4 separate regions of the Mus musculus genome follow, and regions 1, 2 and 3 are each linked to region 4. Evidence: chromatin contacts called from public HiChIP or PLAC-seq and promoter capture Hi-C data. All regions are on one chromosome and are shown on one strand. Each heading gives the region's core, a stretch centred on a gene start, on an enhancer-like site or on the middle of the called end of the contact. The rest is flanking DNA. Distances are from core to core; before and after follow the strand shown. Region 1 holds the start of Dclre1a (DNA cross-link repair 1A). Region 2 overlaps Habp2 (hyaluronic acid binding protein 2). Region 3 overlaps Rbm20 (RNA binding motif protein 20). Region 4 holds the start of Zdhhc6 (zinc finger, DHHC domain containing 6).

What was found. Promoter capture Hi-C pulls out the DNA fragments that hold promoters and counts their contacts. HiChIP or PLAC-seq counts read pairs in DNA pulled down with a chosen protein or histone mark.
Region 1: an H3K27ac HiChIP or PLAC-seq map of bone marrow-derived dendritic cells shows a contact between it and region 4, with 6 times the contacts expected there. The contact joins the promoter of Dclre1a here to the promoter of Zdhhc6 in region 4. A contact is called at or near these places in 3 of 39 promoter capture datasets (the C10 cell line, embryonic stem cells and hippocampal neurons), 1 of 115 datasets of contacts at active chromatin or transcription factors (bone marrow-derived dendritic cells) and 2 of 9 other capture datasets (adipose tissue and liver).
Region 2: a contact with region 4 is called in an H3K4me3 HiChIP or PLAC-seq map of embryonic forebrain, with 6 times the contacts expected there. The contact joins the enhancer-like site here to the promoter of Zdhhc6 in region 4. A contact is called at or near these places in 6 of 39 promoter capture datasets (the HPC-7 cell line, cranial neural crest, frontonasal cranial neural crest and 3 more), 1 of 15 datasets of contacts at CTCF or cohesin (the NIH/3T3 cell line), 6 of 115 datasets of contacts at active chromatin or transcription factors (differentiating embryonic stem cells, embryonic basal ganglia, embryonic forebrain and 2 more) and 1 of 9 other capture datasets (pancreatic islet).
Region 3: a promoter capture Hi-C map of the SN4741 cell line shows a contact between it and region 4, with 5 times the contacts expected there. The contact joins the enhancer-like site here to the promoter of Zdhhc6 in region 4. A contact is called at or near these places in 3 of 39 promoter capture datasets (the SN4741 cell line, embryonic stem cells and pre-B cells) and 2 of 115 datasets of contacts at active chromatin or transcription factors (acute myeloid leukemia and large pre-B cells).

What each region holds. Positions count from the first base shown.
Region 1 is chr19:56,546,786-56,549,485 of GRCm38.p6, forward strand. It overlaps Dclre1a (DNA cross-link repair 1A), which reads right to left and starts at 1,337. Exons shown (of 10, transcript NM_001360437.1): 1 at 1,189-1,337; 2 at 1-918. The coding sequence starts at 365. It overlaps Nhlrc2 (NHL repeat containing 2), which reads left to right and starts at 1,476. Exons shown (of 11, transcript NM_025811.3): 1 at 1,476-2,075. The coding sequence starts at 1,898.
Region 2 is chr19:56,318,765-56,321,631 of GRCm38.p6, forward strand. Habp2 (hyaluronic acid binding protein 2) reads left to right here. Exons shown (of 13, transcript NM_001329935.1): 13 at 707-2,056. The coding sequence ends at 871. Nrap (nebulin-related anchoring protein) reads right to left here. Exons shown (of 42, transcript NM_008733.4): 41 at 2,121-2,252; 42 at 1,277-1,538. The coding sequence ends at 1,431. Among named protein-coding and RNA genes, the nearest start is that of Gm32257, 32 kb to the left of the region's middle. Within about 2 kb of position 1,542, at least 44 of the 459 cell types and tissues checked have an H3K27ac peak or open chromatin away from gene starts, as enhancers often do. A contact at or near this core is called in the HPC-7 cell line, where this site is marked.
Region 3 is chr19:53,759,146-53,761,856 of GRCm38.p6, forward strand. The region is part of intron 1 of Rbm20 (RNA binding motif protein 20); the gene reads left to right. Among named protein-coding and RNA genes, the nearest start is that of Gm30943, 6.3 kb to the left of the region's middle. Within about 2 kb of position 1,351, at least 15 of the 459 cell types and tissues checked have an H3K27ac peak or open chromatin away from gene starts, as enhancers often do. A contact at or near this core is called in the SN4741 cell line, where this site is marked.
Region 4 is chr19:55,314,632-55,317,563 of GRCm38.p6, forward strand. Zdhhc6 (zinc finger, DHHC domain containing 6) reads right to left here and starts at 1,405. Exons shown (of 11, transcript NM_025883.4): 1 at 1,165-1,405; 2 at 1-141. It overlaps Vti1a (vesicle transport through interaction with t-SNAREs 1A), which reads left to right and starts at 1,426. Exons shown (of 8, transcript NM_016862.4): 1 at 1,426-1,913. The coding sequence starts at 1,820.

The DNA.
Region 1 (2,700 bases), core at 87-2,586, 1.2 Mb after region 4:
GTTCTATGTTGCTTTTTCGGTGTTGTCTCTTTGTTTTGAGACTGCTGACTCTCATCTCTACAGCTCGAACTCTGACTGGAACCTGCAGAAATCTGACTGTCTGTTTCTGCAAGGCACACTTTGTGGTCCTTCGTCTTGCCTGGATTTTCTGAAGTCCTTTTTTCATTTCCTTTTGACTGGTGTTTTCCATCTGTTGATTTTTCAACAGATTCTGAAATATTTTCAGAACAATTATTTGGATGTACGGGTTTGGGCTTTCTTTTAGATTTATATTCCCAGATTTCTTCTTCCCAAAACGTGTCTTCTAACATGGCCAAATGATTTTTGTGAGTACAGCACCAGTCTTTGGTGAATTCAGAGTCCATTTCTTGTAACAAGTTTTTAATAGGAAAAAAAAAGTAGCCAAAAGCCAACTAACTTGGTTGGAACTGAAAGCTTTGGTGATATTGGCACACAACCCACTTAGTACCTGTGAACACCTGCTGTTCCATTTTATACCATAATAAAATTAAGAGAACTCACTACAGGGTAACATCTATACGGTTTTCTTTACATTGTGACACTATTTCATTCAGGTTTTTTTTTAACTTCTCAGAACTTGATTTATAAAAATAAGAATCAAGAATGTCTTGAATGTCAAGCACTGACGGTAAGTACCAGGCTCAATGACTTTAACTGAAAACAGTCTCCATATAATGGTTAGAAAGCTATTCTGGCTCTCGTTCATGTGGACAAGTGTCCATTTACAAGTCCAGTCACAGTCCCTAGTCTACTTAGTGTGAGACTAGTCCATAGACTAGACCATAATCAAAGAGGTGTTGGTTACAACCGACAGCTGCCCTTATTCGTGACTCATGGGTCCAACCAGTTTCAGCTTCCTGGGTCAGTCCATTTCTTCCTCCATCCTAGGATCAAACCCTGCACAGTGAACAAAGTTCAAACATGTGAGACTGTACTCCACACCATAGGGGCTGTCTGCCCTGAAATCAATCAGCCACTTCTGCAGACCTCCAGAGAGGTCAGGTACCAGAAAATTCCTACAGGCTCCCGCTCTTTGCCTTTGGATCTGGGGTGGGGGGAAGATCAATGAAGGAGCCCTACATTATTCCCAGGTTAAATAATGCCAACATCCCAATGAGCCCTTGTGCAGCTCGCCCCGTTCCTCCCGGTAGTCCCTCGTGGGCACACCTGGCCTGGCAGCAGGGGGACCCCGCTGCAGCTGCCTCCTCTCTGCGCCAGCTCGCGGGACATTCCATTCGCGCCCGCACTTTCAGCACACCCAGAGTCACAGGACACTTTTGTTGTTGTCAACACAAAACCACCGGCCTCACTGCCTACATTAAAAAAAAAAAAAAAAAAAAAAAAAAAAAAAAAAAGAGTCTCCTCCGAGGGTTGCTTTACCTTCTTTACCTTTCGAGTCTTTCTTGGCGGGAACGCTGTCCCACTGTCACTGCCGTGCCGAATCGGCTGATCTCAGTTTAAGAGTGGGACACACAAATGGGCAGGCTTTTCTTAAGTCGGCTCTTTTAAACGTGTACATGGTTATTTGAATTTTATTTGTCTTGGAATTCCCTGCCGGGCTTCAAAGGCAATGGGTTCCCAGCTCCTCTGGAGCGCGACCCTAGCAGCCTTCCCCGTGTCGAATCTGGCGCTCTGAACGTCCAGGCTTCGCGGCGGCCCGGAACCTGGAAGGGGCGGGGTGGGCAACTCTGGAGTTTAATTACGCGCCAGGGAAGCACGGCCCTTTGGACTTTGGCGTCCGGAGGAAGGCTTATTGGAGGCGGAAGCGTGTGTGGCGCAGGGCCGGGCTGGCCAGGCCCCGCTCTGAGTCAAGAGGGCGGCGCACGCTGGTCCGACCCGCGCCCTCGGCCCCGGAGCCCTCGGGAGCTCGCGCAACATGGCGGCTCCCGGAGCGCGCGGCGCGAGCCTCTCGGGCCTGCTGCCCGCGCAGACCTCGCTCGAGTACGCCCTGCTGGACGCCGTCACCCAGCAAGAGAAGGATGAGTTGGTCTACCAGTATCTGCAGAAGGTGGACGGCTGGGAGCAGGACCTAGCGGTGCCCGAGTTTCCGGAAGGTGAGGGGCTGGCGTCGGGGTGGGGGCCGCTCCCGGGTCCTCCCCTTCCTCGGTGGCTCCCTCCCGCCAGCAGATCGGTGCCCTGCGGTCCTCCCACAGCCCCCGAGGTGCTCCAGGGGAGCAGCGACACACGGAGGGGGTTCTGCTGGGCGGGGACCAGTGTTTGCATCTCTGTCTGGAATCCTGCGTGACCTGACGTCAGTAGCCTCAAGGCTCCATGGGTGTATATTGATCACTTTTTAATGTGCCACAGACGGTTTGAAGCACTTGAGAGCTCCTACTTACCTGGTACAACCCACCGAGACCCTCTTACTAGTCTTGTTTTACAGTTAAGGAAACTGAGGCACAGGGAAGGCTAGGAAACCTGCCCGTCTAATAACCACTAGAGTTGGACTACATTCTACAGGCATAGCATCTGATGGTTTTCTAGTCCAACCGCGTTTCCACGTTCAAAGTGGTGAACCTATTGATCTTTAAAATCTGGAATCAATTTTAGCTTAGTACTCAGGTTTGAATCCTAGTAGTGGGAACTGTTGGGACATAGGGAAACGATACTCCCGGTAGTACAGTTTAAACAAAACGCTCCCTTACCTTCTTTGGTTGGGAGTGTCATTGTTTAGCCTGC
Region 2 (2,867 bases), core at 292-2,791, 1.0 Mb after region 4:
GGTTTTGAAACCTGATCTGTCTCGTATTATAGGACCTTGATCAATCCTTGAAAAAAAAAAATGTATCAAACTTCAGATAAAGTGCCTGCAAGATCACAAGGTATTGGCTATGATTAGGAAAGTAAAGTTATGTGACAAAAGCTATTAGTTGCGGCGACTAAGCAAGTTGTTTCCTTCTCTGCTTCCCTCCTGCCCATCTCTCTGCCCTGGCCTACACACTTCAGAAAGAATCACTACAGTCCTTCTCAGGAGCACAGTTCCTCTATGGTTCTCCACAGCACTCCACTGAAAAGGCAAGGCCTCAGGCCACACTGCTCAGCAGGCAGTAGGTTAAAGATATAGACTACCTCTGGGTCTCTGCCGTACTCCTTATCTGGGCCCGTCCAAACAAGCCATCACCCACCTTGGTCAGCTACTAAAAGAAGTTGAGGAACCCTGGGAATGGAAAATTCTAGAATTGAGAGTCAGGAACCATTACTTGCCCGCAGCACTGCGGCTGCAGTCCTGGGCTTCAAACTTTTTCCAAACTCAGGAACTGGAGCTGGGATTAGCTTCTCTCCCTTTGGAGCTGTGCATCATGGGAAGCTTGAGCACTGGTTCCTCCGAGAAGCCCAGGGTAGCTAGCAGGTGACTTGGCTCCACCCTCCCCTTGTAGGCGTGTCTGAATCAAGTTCACAAGGCTGAACCCCTTCTGCTCTCCCTTTAGGGTGACTCGGGGGGCCCTCTAACCTGTGAGAAGGATGGAACTTACTACGTCTACGGGATTGTAAGCTGGGGCCAGGAATGTGGGAAGAAGCCAGGAGTCTACACTCAAGTCACCAAGTTCCTGAATTGGATAAAGACCACCATGCACAGGGAGGCTGGCCTCTGAGGTGCTGTCTGCAGAGCCTTGAAGCCCCTCGTCTTTAGCACCAAACAAGAGGGGCTTCCTGCGTAGCCAGGGATGTCCTGGGTCCATGCTCTAGACAGAGGCATTGTTGCCCAGCCTGGGCCTTTCCAGACTGGCACTATATCATTTCATGAGGCCTTTTCTCTCTGGGAACCAACAAGAAATACATTATCTTTGCCCCCGTTCTGACAAGTGTACCTTCTAGATAACCAGAATTCAGAGACGTTCTCCACCATGGAGACTGCGAATCTGAGATCCCTGCTTGCCCCGCACCAGGAGATGTTTCCTTGACTCTTTATCTTTTGTCCATACCATCAGGGTCCTCCACAGAACCAGCCATTCTCATGCAGCCATCAGAGAGAAGCCCCCAAAACCACAAGCTCTTTGTTTGCTTTCAGAGTTGTTATTTTAATAAAGGCAGATGTGGGCACGGGGAGGGTGTGCCAGTTTTTTTTTTTTTTTAAAACACTCGCTCATCCAGACCAAAGCCACAGAGGCATGCCTTTGGCAAGCAGCCCTCAAGGGGGCTTCTTAAGGAGGCTCACATCAGCAGAGTCTTCTTCTTGTGGATATGCAGGATCTCCGAGGCATCCGGGTTCACCCCCCTGCTCTGATGATCTCCTAGCGCCGCTGCTGCCTCTGGCTCCACCTGCGGAAGCCACACATAGCGCCCCACCTCCACTGAGTTCACAGGAAACCCCGTTGCTGCTCCCACAAGCCGTGCTAAGATGCCCGGCAAACATCTAACGAGCTCCCCACCCCTCCTTTGTCCTCTCTTCCACCCCGGTCCAAGAAAAAGGATCCTCAAGGCAGAGATGAGAAGGAAGCAAAACCTGCTTCTCATTTAGATGTGCTGTCTCTCTCCTGAACAAAGTAGGGTTCAAAATGCAGACTGCTGGAGCCAGCAAGTCCCTGACCCTTTCCGCGAATGTAACGAGCAAGCAGTCAGCACAGCCTGGGCTGCCCTGGCCCGGGATTGATGTCGCCCTGGTAGGTTTGCCTCTGCAGAACTAATGGCTGTGACTTCAGAGGAAGCCCGCGGGAAGTTTAACCCAGGTGTCATCCGCCCGGTCATCTCAGACCCATGAAATTAGGCGCCTTGTTCGGCTGCCTTTCACGCTTCTTTAGAACTAGCTGACCTTTGGCCAAAAATAAACTTTGAAAAGCAACAACGGGTTTGTATTTCCCGTGGTCTCGCAAGGCAGGGTGCAGCTTGCGGCCTGTTACTCACAGAAGCCCCCCGGATCCCCGGGCCCCTCCTGTTGGCCAGTTCTGCAGCCCGTCGAGCCATTTCCACTTTGTAGGAGCCAGGAGGGGTCCAGCCAACACCTCGAGTCAGGTTCAAGTCAGATTTGTACTTGACCTTGAGGGAAGGAAGGAGCAAGAGGAAAGTCAGCAAGATTGGGTGCTTTGACAGTGGAGTGAGGGAGATTTAAAAGGCAGCCCGGAGATGCTGGACCACACTGACATCATTAAAGTCAGAACAAAGAGCGGTCATGTGATGCAGAGGACCTGAACAATAAGCCTGGCCAGCCACTATGCATTTGCTCCCAAAATTCCAGTTGGGTAATAAAATACCCTGGAGATACCTGGTTCAAGTCTGAGCTCCTATCTCTGTGTCCTTGTAAAACTCACCTCCCCTCTCTGAGCTTCAGTTGCAAATCAGGGAAAGCATAAAACTGGCTTCTGTAATTATCAAGACCCCATGGAAATAGCAGAACGGAACCACCATGGGCCCGAGCTTTCAGACCGGACAGCTGCTGAGGTGGCAGAGCACATGACCAACATGCATAAGGCCCTTGGCTCAATCCCCAGTACAAGTTAATTAATTAAGAAAAATAAGAAGTTGGGCTATGTCATCAAATACCCTGGGGCTGCCGCTTATTTCCTGTGTGATCTTAGGTTGCTTAATTTCACCTGGCTTGGGTTCCTTGTCTGTTAAAAAGGCCACACCACCCAATCCTGAGAAAGCATTTGG
Region 3 (2,711 bases), core at 101-2,600, 1.6 Mb before region 4:
TTTAAATAAGAAGCCACGAGGATTTTATACTCTCTAGTCTATGAGGCTGTTTACTTCACAGACGTTTACTGACCACCCACTGTGTGCTAAGTACCTACTGTGTGTCAGTATCTACTGTGTTTCAGCTATGTTTGGCACTGTCCTAGACATGGGACTGAGCAATGATTAAACAGACATTCTGTACTTACATTAGGGTACTTTACATGTGCTGAGGACTGTCTCCCAAAATAGGATTCTTTTGTTGAGCTATGGATTGTTGACCCCTAGGGGTTTTTACATTACATAAAACGTGCTGACATATTGGCTGATGAGAAAAAGCTTAGACTTTGAAAGCCAAGAACCTGTTTTCCAGAACCTTCTAGATAGAACTCAGCTTGAAGACTGATGTGGTGGGAAAGAGGTTCCCCATCATCAAGGTAGGTTTAAATGCCTTGTCCCAGGCTCCCATTGAATGACTTGGGTCTGTTACTATCGTTGTAATGCTAAAATCTGTACAGGAAGGTGAGGGTCTAGGCCTAAAAGCGAATTCTCACGGTTATCAGCTTTTGTTGTTGCAAACCTTGTTCCTTAATTTAAAACGATTGGTTAAATAAAAGTGGCTAGAGCCAATTACTGAAGGGATTAGAGGTAGATGGGTTTGGAGTTACCTGGTTGGGGGTTGCAAAAGGAGAGAGAGACAGAGACACAGAGACAGACAGACAGACAGACAGACAGACAGACAGACAGACAGGAGAGGAGGAAACCACCATGAGAGAAGATGGACTAGGGACACATGGATAAATAAAGCAGCTAGTAGTTGGGGTACACCGCTGGGGAAGTAGCCAGGTGTAGCCAGGTCAGCTCTTAGAAAAGTACATTTGGGGTTACCCCCGAGTAATGATCAAAGCCAAATAAATTGCCATAGTCTGAGTCTCATCCACTTGTCAGCTAGACAGGGACAAGTTTAAATGGGTTCGACTACACGCTTAGACTGGAACCAGGCTTTTATAGGCCCACCCCAGGACTGACTGTGAACACGCACTGCGATCAAGTATCTCAGACCATGGCCTGAACTTTGGATGGCCACCACAGCTGCCATGTCCCACAAATAGAAAACTGTACCCAGACACCCGCCAGCCGGGGTCTCCTTCCATGGTGGGAACAGCCAACCTCACCTGTAGTCTTTCCTTCCCATGTCTTTGGACACTGACATAGCTTGGCATTTCAGGACAGCTGCTGAGCTGACATTGGTTCATAGGCAAGGCCAGGGCCAAGGAAGGAAGTCTAGTTTTGGCTCACTTGAGAGGTCTGTTTTGGTTGTAAAAAGTTTATTGTTTGGGTGTGTGGCTGGTGGTGTCTTTGGCTATGACTCAGGTAGAGTCACGTTGACCTTGGAGGATTAGGGTGTGATGTGGTTTTAAGACTTGTGTGGTTGGGAGAAAACGAAGTTTTGTTTTGTTGTTTTTTCTTGGGTGTGGTATTTTCTTATTACCCAAACCTTGGCTGGGTACAACTAGGTCTCTGGGTTAGCACTGGCTTAGTCTGAGGGTCTCATAGGTAAACTGAAACCTGGGAAGAGAAGCCTGGCCCAGAGTCAGCTGAAGGGGGAGCTAGTGAGAGCCTGGCGAGGGGAGCTGCCTTCCTGCAGAACTGAGTTGTGGATTTACTGGAGAACTGAGCCTGGTTCCTGCCCCTCTGTCTACCTTGAGGCCTGGCTGGCTGGGATGAGCTGGTTTATAGCCTCCTCGGTCGTTAGTAGGTTTGGAGAAGACTCTCCTAGGCCAGGTGACTTCGGCCTGCCTTACCTTCCCTCGTCACCTTGCTCAGGAGTGCGGCCATAAAGATGACACCTTCATTTTTGTGAAAACGTGTAAATAGCTCTGCAGGTGTATGGGCAGCCATGTTAGCTCGCGTGACTCAGAGAAAGGTCGCAGAAGTCTGTTAGATACAGCTTGAAAGAAACGCCATTAGAGCTTCCTACTGTTGGCTGCTTCTCTCTGGGGTAGCTGCTGTCACTGTCACCAAAGATCCAGCTCCTTTATCACCTTAACGTCTGCAGGTGACTTTTCTTGTTGGCTGTGTTGGCTTTCTAGGTCTCTCTGTCCATTCAGGATGATGGTCAGCCCCCTCTCTGTTAGGCTGGGCTTCCCTCAGCATCTCCCAACACGTCTCTAGTTGGCTTTGTATTTCCAGCCGTCTTCTGCCTCCGTCAGCTCTTAACTTTGATGCCAGTTTGCATCAGGGATCTCTACTACTTCTTTCTAGGACAGAGCACCCAGGAGCAAGGTAATAATAGGGTTCGAGATCTGTCATTGTAGACGGGGTGAGAGAAGAGGCTGCCCACAGAGACAGCACAGATGGTTAGGAAATGCAGGTCTCCGGCTCATGAGCGGGAATCTTGAGGTCTGCTGTTGGTTCTCTATTGTGTCTCCTGCCACCAAAGTTTGCACATGTGTTCATGAGGACTTGCTGTGGTCCTGGGACCCCTCATTGTTCCTCATCCACTATCAACCAGAAACCAGAGACCCCTGTGTCACCTTGGATTCCTTCCCCTCCCTCCCTTCCACCTCTGCCCACTGCATAAGTACTCACCAAGTTCTGTACCAGCCTCTGTAGGTCGGATGGTCTATGGGGAGCCCTAGAGTCTATTTCTGTTTTGGTATGCCAGCCATCTCCAGTGGGGGTCTACTGGCTGGCTTCCCTCTGACTTTCCCATCCTACATCCCCAGAGG
Region 4 (2,932 bases), core at 155-2,654:
CTGTGTGCAACAAGTCCATGTGTGTGCCTGAGCTGTCATGCCTTTGGCTGAAGGGTCACTGAGGTGGGGTATGTCATTTTCAGTTGTGGCCTCCAGAACTCTGTATCTCACAGGAGAATATAGGTTGATTTGAAACACAGCCTAAAGAAAACAAGATGGGAAAACTCCGTTTAGAAAGTCCATATGCCATTTATTTAATATTTAACTCCAAGGAGCACTTGACTCAGCACCTCGAAAGCACACTAGTGTGGAGTTCACCTCTTATCGAGAACAAAAATAATTACTTTGGACCTATCCAGAATACAGTCCGAGCTTGAAGTGCACGAAAACCGGACATATTAAACAGTTTTCCTCTTCTGTTCAAAGTGCCAGAAAGGATCGACTACTCCTAGCTTAGTGGATCGTTAGAGAGAACAAAGACTTAGGGAGCTGAGAAGCAGGGTCTTATCTAATTATCACGTATCTAATTCTTCCTAGAACAGAAACTGGCTTAGAGAGACTGTGATTATATCGACCGACCAAGGTCACAAGTAACAGCTAAGTCCAGAATAGAAGCACCAAACTTCTTTTTTAGGACGTTCTAAACTGCCTCCCAACGAGTTGTGAATTAACTGTGACATGCTCTACGCATATAATACTTTGTGTATTAATAACTGGGCACTTGTTCTCCCAAGCGCCAACATTAGCAATCGATCGGGGTTAAAGGTACAGGAAGAAGGGTGAGATTAAAACGAGAAGGCCGCATGTGTGTGCGCGAAAAATCACAACTGAAGCAGTGCACGAGAACGAGCACAGAGTGGATTTAAGCGGGCGGGGGGGGGGGGATAATTCCCTCCGGGGCCGAGGGAGAAGGGAAGAAGGCACGCACGGGGAATAGTTGTAGACCTGAGTTCTGAATGGAGTGAAATGAGCCGGGAAAAGACCTATGACACATGGGTATGACGTATGCGTAACGGATTCCCACGGAGCAGATGCGCCAGCCCGGTCGGTGCCTGCCTCAGTTTCCCGCCCATGTAGTGGTGCGGGATGCTCTGGGATCTTCACTCACAGGACAAACGTCTTATTAAGCGAGGTCTGGGCTCGATATTTTGGAGATGCTGGGTCGACTAGGTCGAGGCGAAGACCGCCTCGTAAGCGGGTTGCACCCCCTGCGGTGACTCCCACCTCAGTCTGGTCTCCGGTGCCCGCTCCACAGCCATCGCATTTCCGGGACGGCCCGGGCTCAGCGGAACAGATTTTCTCCTCCTTATAGCTCTGTCATGAGCGCTTCAGTCTGAGCAAGCCGAATGCGAACCCTGACGGCGAGACCTGCGCGGGGAACTCGGACCCGCGCGTCTCTGGTTCACGCGGCCGCCGTGAGCCTCCCGCTCGGGTCCTCGGCGCAAGCTCCGCCACAGCCACTTCCGGTCGGTGCGCGGCGTCAATCTTCCCTCGGAAAGCCCGCGCCTGCAACTTAGAGTTTGGGGGCGCTCCAGCCGTTTCTCTGGAGCTGCAGTGTGGGGGACGTGTATTCTGTGATACCCGAGAGCATGTGGGCTTTCGTAGTCTTTTTTTTTTTTTAGGGGTCACCGAAAGTGAACTTTTTCTTTAGTTTTACGTTCGAAGATTTGGGTGGAAAGGAAAAGGCGCAGGCAGCGCAGTTTCCGGAGGACAAGGACTGCGTAGAGCAACCAGGAAGCGGCAGGGCTGGGAGTTGTTCCCGGTTCCCGCTGTGCTGTGGAGACTTCTTCACAGGGTCCCTGCGCCGAGGCCGGGCGCCCTTGGCGAGTCCCGCTCTGAGCGCTAGAACCCGGCTCCGGCCGGCCGTGCCCGAGCTGCCATGTCTTCCGACTTCGAAGGGTACGAGCAGGACTTCGCAGTGCTCACTGCTGAGATCACCAGCAAGATTGCAAGGGTCCCTCGGCTCCCTCCCGGTGAGTACCCTGCCCGGCCGGGCGGGGGCGGCCTGGAGAGCCGGGGGCCGCGGAACGCCGCCTGGGCACGCGGGGCTCGCTGGCGCGAGGCTGCTGTGGGTGGTGCTGGCGGCCCGGGGAGGGGTGCGTTCTGGGTAGTAGGTTGTGATTGGCATTAAATGTGCTTCAAATGCAAAGCACCTTCTGCGTGGAAACCATTTTGGGGGGGTGGCGCCTGTTTCCTACCCCACCGCTTTTTAAAAGCTTGTATAGCCTTGGAAACATTGCTCTGCATCTTGATTTCTTCTTTTTTCCTTTTCTTTTTTTTTTTCTATCTTTTTTTATCTTTTGTAAAATATGAGTATTCAAAGGAACTGTGTGAAAGTATCAAGATTGTGGATCTGTAAATGCAGCAGCAGCGTTGTCGTTTTAGTCAATAATTCTGTTATCCTTATTCGTGGCACACTAGAATGACGAGCTAGGATGCCTGAATTCAAGTCTAACCCTTGCCACTTAGAAGTTGTCTCCTAGGCAAGTTTTCGTTATCCTTCAAAACTTCCTTCTTGGTTCGAGAGACTCGTACCTCTCTCAGGGCGGTTGTGAAGATTAACTGATACGCAGCTGTGAAGCCCTGTGTCTTAGCTCTTGTTAGGATTCCTATTTTTCAGACCTCTGCCCTGATTCTGTGATTCTCATCTTTCTTGGGTATCTATAACCCAGTTTTATATGAAACTTCGTACAGGACAACTTTGCTCACTTTTACAATTCAGCATCCTCCAGGTATTACCCTGCATGCTAGGTTGTCAACAGTGGGAAGGTGGGAGCCTTGTCTGATTTTCTTGACATTTCTTTTCTAAGGGCTCAGATTTTTTTTTTTTTTTTTTGTGAATAAGCAAGGGATTGTTATATAATACTTTGTGACTTATAAGATAGTGTTTTAGGATTTTTTCTTTAAGTACAGATTTAATTTGAGTAGTTAGTAACAGACAAATTGTGAGTTTTATTTATTTATTGGCTCAGTTTCGTTAGGGAAATTGAAT